Linked DNA regions of Mus musculus: region 1 is linked to region 2. A link is a contact called in public Hi-C data. All regions are on one chromosome and are shown on one strand. Each heading gives the region's core, a stretch centred on a gene start, on an enhancer-like site or on the middle of the called end of the contact. The rest is flanking DNA. Distances are from core to core; before and after follow the strand shown.

Region 1 (4,006 bases), core at 942-3,441, 340 kb before region 2:
GCGCTGGGCCTTTCCTGGAAGAAAATTAACTGCTTCAGGTAGCAGTAAATGAGCAAACTAGCCCAACGCTGCCAAATTTATAGTTTAACAAACAAATAATTATGCCACTGCCTAGAAATACCCAGGGAAGAACAGATGAGGCGAAGACAAGGGCAAACCCCACCTGCATCTGCCCACCTGACTCCACCCACCTGCCTCTGCCCACATGTGTCCCTGCCCACCCACCCACCCCTGCACCTGCCTCTGCCCACTGGCTTCCACAAGGGCTGCTGGGACATTAGCTACTAAGTGGCCAGCCAGGCTCAGTTGATATTCCCAGTCCTTCCTCTCTTACAGTCTGGGGACAAGGCTTCAGTCAGCTCTTTCTGACTCTCCTCTGTGAGGGCCATCACTTGTCCTAGAGGGTGTCACTTTGGGTTCTGTGCTCTGTGCGACCTCACCCAACTGACTCAGCCTCACTGAGCCTCCTGCTTCTCATCTATCAGCTGGTTGTAATTATGCCTCATCCCCCAAATGACTACTGGGAGGTAAAATAACAAGAGATGAAAAGGCACAGGGGATGTATTAAGCATTCAATAAAACACAGGCGAGCACACTCATCATATTTGTTTTTAAAAGAAATAAGGGACAGGGTTGGGAGATGACACAGCCCACAAAGACCTTGCTGTGAGCATGAGGAGTTGAGTTTGGATCCCCAGCTTCTGCATCTGGGATCCCAGCGTTAAGGAGGTGGCCACAAGAGGATGCTGAACACCAAGTACAGCGAGAGAGGCCTTGTATCAAAGAACAAAGCAGCCGTATTAGAGGAAGACATCCAACACCAAGCTCCGGCCTCCACTGTATGCACTGGCACATGCCTGCACACTTTCCCTGCCTTACTGAAGCACACAAATGCACACAAAATGGAAAGGACAACAGGAAAGCTTAGCTCTAAGGATCTTAACCCTATGGTTTCCATGAACCAGAACATAGCTTTGGAAGCGTCGTCAAAAGTGGGCATTGCTGAACACAGGGAACAGGCAACACAAGGTAGAAAAAGAGCCAGATTCCCACAAAGGAAGCAGCAGAGTTAGAAGGACCAGACTGCAGAACTCAGAGAACACATAAACATGAAAGAAACCCAGCTAGACACACCTCCTTCCATGACCTTACAGAACTGGAGAGGTTAATGTCAGTGAACTCACTCCGTACATACAAATTCAATGAAGAAGTAATTAACGCCCAGCTACGGAATTCTGAATTTCTAATTACGCTCTACCTCCATCAAAGTAAGGTTCCAAGCATAGTGTGGTAATCAATTTGACTGTAGTTTAGACACACACAGACACACAAACCGAAGCCAGTTGCTTAGGTTAGGTGCTGTAGCCATGCCTCCCGCTGGCTTCCATATGTCACCCAAGTGTGATGGTAACTGTGCACTGTCAGATGGTGGCGCCTCGAGCACATTGCCTTCTAAGATGTTACTCACTGGGCAGGATGAGCAGGACACACACACACACACACACACACACACACACACACACACACACACGGGGAGAGAGAGAGAGAGAGAGAGAGGAGATGCAGGGCTAAGGGGAGGGGGTCCTAGTCACCTCACAGGTGGAATGGGAGTCCCTCCATTCTAGCCACGGGGAGTTGAGATGCGGGTGTTGTATTCCTTTCTGTTAATAAACTGCCTGTTGGGAGAGGCACTAGCTGAGACAGTGGGAAGAGGCAAAATGAATGGTTCTGTTCATTTTATACCTGTGCTGTAACTCTTAAAGTAAATTATCTGAGGGCTGCAGAGATGGTTCTGTGGTTAAGAGCCTTGCTCTCTTACAGAGGACCTGGGTGTGGTTCCCACCCAGCACGGAGATGGGGCGGCTCATAACTGCCCGTAATCCAGTTCTAGGGGACCTGATACCCTCTCCTGACCTCAGCAGGCACCTGCGCACACGTGGTGCGCACACAAGCACTCAGCACATTCACGTACAAACAACATTTACGTAGTGAGTGAAAAATAAAACAAACTGCTTGAAAATGTCAGCTTTTGAATTAAAACCACTGACACTAGGGGAATGGGGGCGGGGAGATGCGGCTTTATTAGAAGATCTGAGCTTTCTCCCTCCCTTGGCCTTCTGCTCTAACTTACTGTGTTCAAACAGATCCAATGTGAGTGCGTCAGAAAGACATATGCTGCAAGTATTTATATTTAGTCCGGGAAGATGGGAGGAGCTAACAGCCAATCCCAAGAGAGGGCTTCTCATCTCTACTCAGTGAAGTCCTGGGATTCACCTTCACCAGGTCTTCCCCTTTCAGGTCTCTTCCTGGAAACTCCTTCACTATTAAGACTGCACAAAGGCAGGCCCTGGAAGCAGATGTCTGGGATTAAAACCCAATGCACACACATTGAGTGTCTGACCCTCTGTATGACTCACTCATGTCATCTGTAATGCCATTTACCAATTCCCCTTCCATGGCTAACCTCACAAGCAGTGGGCTGATCTCTGTGAATACCTCCAGACAGGCTTCCAGGGTGCAGTCCAGCAGACACACAGTGAAAACCAATGTCACCTGCAGCCAGTGGCTGGGCAGGAGACATTCCCAGTACCTGTGATCTAAGCTCAGCATCAGGCCCTGAGGATGAGGCGACCTGGCTTGCCTGAAGTCTGCTGTGACTGGTGGGGCAGGCTGACCCTCTAGGCTCCTGGGGCTGCACCTGTCTGAACAGCTGCTGCAGGAGAATGGCAAGAAGCTACTGGGAAATATGCCCACTGCTACATGCTGGTCTTCTGTCCACCAGCAAGGCCAACACTGCAGGTCTAGCTTCCAATACCATGGCATTCCTGGGCAGGAGTTGGGGGGCGGCGGGGGCATTCTCACCTCTTGTTCAGACCCAGAATTTGGTCCTTCAAAGAAATCCTGACACAATTCCTAGAAATGATGGATGCAGGCACAGCACAGTCTCTACCTGCGGTGGTCCTTAATGAGCAAGCTAGAGGGACTGAGGAGAGAGTCAGAGTGAAGCCTCGTGTGCCTGGCTTTCCTAAAGGCATGCTGGGCAGCAGAGGGAGGAGCCACTGCCACTCCTGTGCGAGCCTCCCTGCTGGGCTCGGGTGGTGGGGACCTCCAGAACAGAGCCTGACTCTCACTGCCGGAAGCACTGACCTCATTGACTTCAGCAGCTCTGACGGGCATCATCTCCCAACAGCAGAGCTATCATTGGCAGCTTGCAAAGCCCTTCACAGGTGCCTCACGTGGAGAGTGGCTTTATACAGAGGCCCAGTTACTTATTTAATATTGAAAATTGGGCGGAGATGGTGAAGAAAAGTCACGTGACTCTGCTCAAGGCATGTTTCCTGCTGCACCTTGTTTTCCCCTTTGGTCTCATCCCCTGACCCCTTCATTCTCTGGACTTGGTACTGAGGATGCACCCGATGGCCCCACACACACTAAGCAAGCACCCTACCTCTGACTACAACTTCAGCCCTCTGATCCCAGTGTTGCCCTTTAACTATGAGACAGTCTAATTGGATTTTCAATTCCCAGCATTCCGAAATCCAAGCTTTACTGGCTTTAATGAAAGAAGGCTCCGTGCATGTGTTTCTGGAAGAGCCCACCAGGTGGCGATAGCAGCCACAGCATTCTAGGACAGCTGCCAAGGCAACTGGAGGGCAAGCCTGTCTGCCTGTCTGCCTTCTTATCCGGTTCTGCATTTTGGAGCTGCTTGCTGCTGCATCTCTTCTCTCTATTTAGAGACGGGGCCTCACTATAGCTCAGGCTGTCCTGGAACTTGTTGTGTAGCCCAGGATAGCCTCCATTTCCCTTGTCCCATCTCAGTCTTCTGAGTGCAAGGAAGTCCCTCCAGGTACCACTCAAACTGCAGCTGCTGCTGCTTCTTCTTCTTCTTCTTCTTCTTCTTCTTCTTCTTCTTCTTCTTCTTCTTCTTCTTCTTCTTCTTCTTCTTCTTCTTCTTCTTCTTCTTCTTCTTCTTTTTTTTTTTTTGGTTTTTTTCGAGACAGGGTTT
Region 2 (3,596 bases), core at 719-3,218:
AAAGAATTTTCAGCACTATGACATTTCTGCCCAAAGTAATAAGTTTAGAAAAAGCTTTCCTCTAACCTTCCAGATATGCATTGGAGCACCTAACTTAGAGTTGGTTGCCGTGCCTGCTCTTGCCCCACGTGGGCTGGTCACGGACCCAGCTTTGGTAGCGTGGTATCATCTTGATTTAGAGGTTGTACAAACAACTGCCCTCCCGGTTGAGGGTGAGCAGTGAGAAAGTGGAGCTGGGCCTCTGTGTCAGACGTCTAGCTTTTACAGGCAACTGGCCTGGGATGTCAGAGTATGTGCCACCTGGGCTAGCCAAGCAGAATGTGTGCTTTTATGGGATACTGAATGGATGGACGGATGGATGGATGGATGGATGGATGGATGGATGGATGGATGGACGAATGGATGGATGGATGGATGGATGGATGGATGGACAGATGGGAGATGAATGCGCTTCCAAGTGAACGCAGCAGTTAAAACATACCTTTGGTTTTGGGGGCTGGGGTCATGAGTGGAACTTGCGTATTTAGCTCTTTGGAACACAGTTGTTTCCTCCCCAAATTTCAAAGATAAGACTGCTACAGTCACATTGCAATGTTCAGTGGTCAGATCTTGTTCATACCTGTCAGTCCCTTTCTTTTGTTTAGAATTAGAAAAAAAAAAAGTTGTATTTCAAATACCTGCCCCCCCAAAAATTAAAAATGGCACCTGGTGTGGTGGAACATGCCTTTAATCCCAGCAGATCTCCATGAGTTCGAGGCCAGCCTAATCTACATAGTGAATTCTCTGGCAGTCAGAACAAATGGTGAGACCCTGTCTCAAAAGAAAAAAAAAAAGAAGAGAAGAGAAGAGGAGAGGAGAGGAGAGGAGAGGAGAGGAGAGGAGAGGAGAGGAGAGGAGAGAAGAGAAGAGAAGAGAAGAGAAGAGAAGAGAAGAGAAGAGAAGAGAAGAGAAGAGAAGAGAAGAGAATACAGAGGATGGTTTAAGCTTTGTTGAATTGAATTTAGAAGATGCTAAAGAGGTTTTAAACATGGTAGAAGAGACAGACTCTGACTGCACCTACATATCTGGGTGACACCTCTGTGGCTCCCAATAGGCAGAAAAGGAAGTCAGGAGGAAGATTCCATGGGTATTTTTTTACTCAGGATTTTACAAGCATCAAGGATCAATTGCAACATGTGAATTTTCAGTAGCATCTTCAAAAAGGAAAAGAGTTCACATTTTAATTTAGAATGCTTGTGTCCTGTTATGATGTAAACGGTTTTTGTTCATTTGTTTTAACCCTTGGTCCCCAGCTGGGGGCGCTGTTTAGGAAGGTTGTGGAACCTCTGGAGACTTAACAGATGGAAGTGGGTCACTGGGCCAGTCCTGAGGCTTAATAGCCCTGCCCCGTTTCCTGTCTGCTCTCTGCTTTGGGAGTATAGTTACCATGTAAGCGGCTGACTAATATTTCCACCTTCATGCTTTCTCCACCAAACTCTCAAGCAAAGTTAAGTCTTTCTTACATCAGTCTCAACATGAAAAGTAATTATTTTTTGCATGAGAACAGATGACATTGCAGAATATCCTTGAGATAGAAAACATAAAAGAGTAGGTTGAATTATATAGGTCTGTACTTACAGGGGGCCAAAGGGGAGCGCAGTCAGGACATGACTTCATGATCTATTCTGCACCTCGTAATACTCAGAGACCCTTGAGAGAGTCTACACTTACTTCTCTACCTCAAGAGAGCTTGCTCTTCTCAAGATTTAGATTTCATCAGGAAAGAAAGCGGAAAAGGACCACTTCAGAACACAAGCCACATGCTACCTGCAGCTGTTTCGATGCCTCCCCTTCTGTAGATCTAGCCTTGCCCAAGTGCTAATCCGGGTGTGTGAGATGCTCATGCGCCCGCCTCTGATCAGACAGCAGCACACGAGTCCCCAGCTGCATGAGAATGGTTCACACTCCAGCCGAGGAACCCACCATCTCTAACCACAACAGAACGGAAGCAAGACTGGCAGTGCGCATGCGTGCCTTACCCACAGCCCACATCAGCCCCTGGGAAGGCTTTGTGGGTTTTGTCCTCCACAGGCTTCAGGATGGTGAGCTTCCTCTTGGTGGCATGTCTGGTGCTAATTTCTACTTAGCTGGCTGAAAAAGTTCCTTATGACGTTACTTTCTGCAGGTGGTCTCCATCTTTGCTCCTCTAAGTGCATAAGTCTTCCTTTTCATATTCTAGGGTTGGTGTTGCAGGTATAGTTGATGTCTAAGAAAGCCTCTTTCTCTCTCTGTGACTGGCTTATTTTCCTTGTTAAAGATGGTGCTGGATTTTTCTACTATATATATATATATATATATATATATATATATATATATATATATATATATATATATACATATACATACACACACATATATATACATATATATGTTTTAATATTAAAATCCCATATAATATATAAAATTGAGACTTCATATTCACATATATATTAAAGGTTGTCTAATATTTCTCCTAATACATATACACACGCTCACACATACACACACACACACACACACACACACACACACACACACACACATATATATATATATATATATAACAAGTAGAAAAGTAGTAAGATTTCCTCTTACTGGATTGTTCTCACTGCATTACAGCACCCTCACTCTCCACCTCCTATTCCTAATGCTACCTGAATTTTATGGGTACCACCATACATAACCCTTGGAGAGTGGACCACATGTGCTGACTGACAGCTTGAGGAGTGAGGAGGGAGATCATAGAGAGATGCTCTGCTTTCTGGCCAGGACACCTGGGTGTGTTTTTCACCAGACTGTGAACCTTTTAAGAACAAAGGTTGAATCTGTAACCCTTTCTAGATTCAGACAGGGTATGTTTTCCAAGGCTTTCTAAGCACCCCGGCTGTGATTCAAATGTGGTGCTGCTCAGCAAGTCCACAGCTGCTCACTCCCATACCCAACCTCACCCATCCTCCACGTGGCTCTGCCCTTGTCCTGTGTCTCTCTAGACCCCACTTTCACATTGCAACTTTTTTTTTTTGCCATAGATTGTAAGAAATGTGTGTACAACAAGTATCTGAACAAAGTGACCCTTCAACTTAATTGTGAGGTTGCGGCAGAAATCAAGTCCTATTCAAGTTCATGTCACTGGGCCCTACTTCAGCATGTCATGTGACACAAAGCAGCAAACACTACACAATTGGGCTGAATAATATAGAGAGAGGATTGCCCCCAGATCGGAGCACTTCCATATTATTATAAGTGTTGAGGCTTGAGTACCATGGAGTCAGGAAGAATAAGGATAGAAAATGTATTATCAAGTTCCTAAGACGTGCCAGGCACTGTACCAGGTGTTATCTCAGCATCAAAGGGTGCGGCTTCTCTAGTGATAAGTAATACTTTACGTATGAAGTTGTACCTTGCAGTACTGAGGTGAACACTGAAGTTTACAAAAAAATAAAAAGAGGTGGACTGGCTGGTTCCACACTGCAGAGCTTGTAAGTGGCAGAGCTAGATTTGAACCCAGGCACTTTGAGCCTGGAGACAAGACTCCCAGTATTAGGATATGCCAGGGTATAGACTGTGTCCAGACCAAG

Evidence for each region. A called contact is a pair of places that touch in the nucleus more often than the background predicts.
Region 1: a contact with region 2 is called in a Hi-C map of the G1E-ER4 cell line, with 1.7 times the contacts expected there. The contact joins two enhancer-like sites. A contact is called at or near these places in 5 of 484 Hi-C or Micro-C datasets (the G1E-ER4 cell line, bone marrow-derived macrophages, embryonic stem cells and 2 more) and 1 of 115 datasets of contacts at active chromatin or transcription factors (pancreatic cancer cells).

Annotation. Positions count from the first base shown.
Region 1 is chr7:49,272,281-49,276,286 of GRCm38.p6, reverse strand. The region is part of intron 1 of Nav2 (neuron navigator 2); the gene reads right to left. Among named protein-coding and RNA genes, the nearest start is that of Nav2, 28 kb to the right of the region's middle. Within about 2 kb of position 2,191, at least 18 of the 459 cell types and tissues checked have an H3K27ac peak or open chromatin away from gene starts, as enhancers often do. A contact at or near this core is called in the G1E-ER4 cell line and bone marrow-derived macrophages, where this site is marked.
Region 2 is chr7:48,936,128-48,939,723 of GRCm38.p6, reverse strand. It overlaps the pseudogene Gm18559. Among named protein-coding and RNA genes, the nearest start is that of Gm2788, 57 kb to the right of the region's middle. Within about 2 kb of position 1,968, at least 66 of the 459 cell types and tissues checked have an H3K27ac peak or open chromatin away from gene starts, as enhancers often do. A contact at or near this core is called in the G1E-ER4 cell line and bone marrow-derived macrophages, where this site is marked.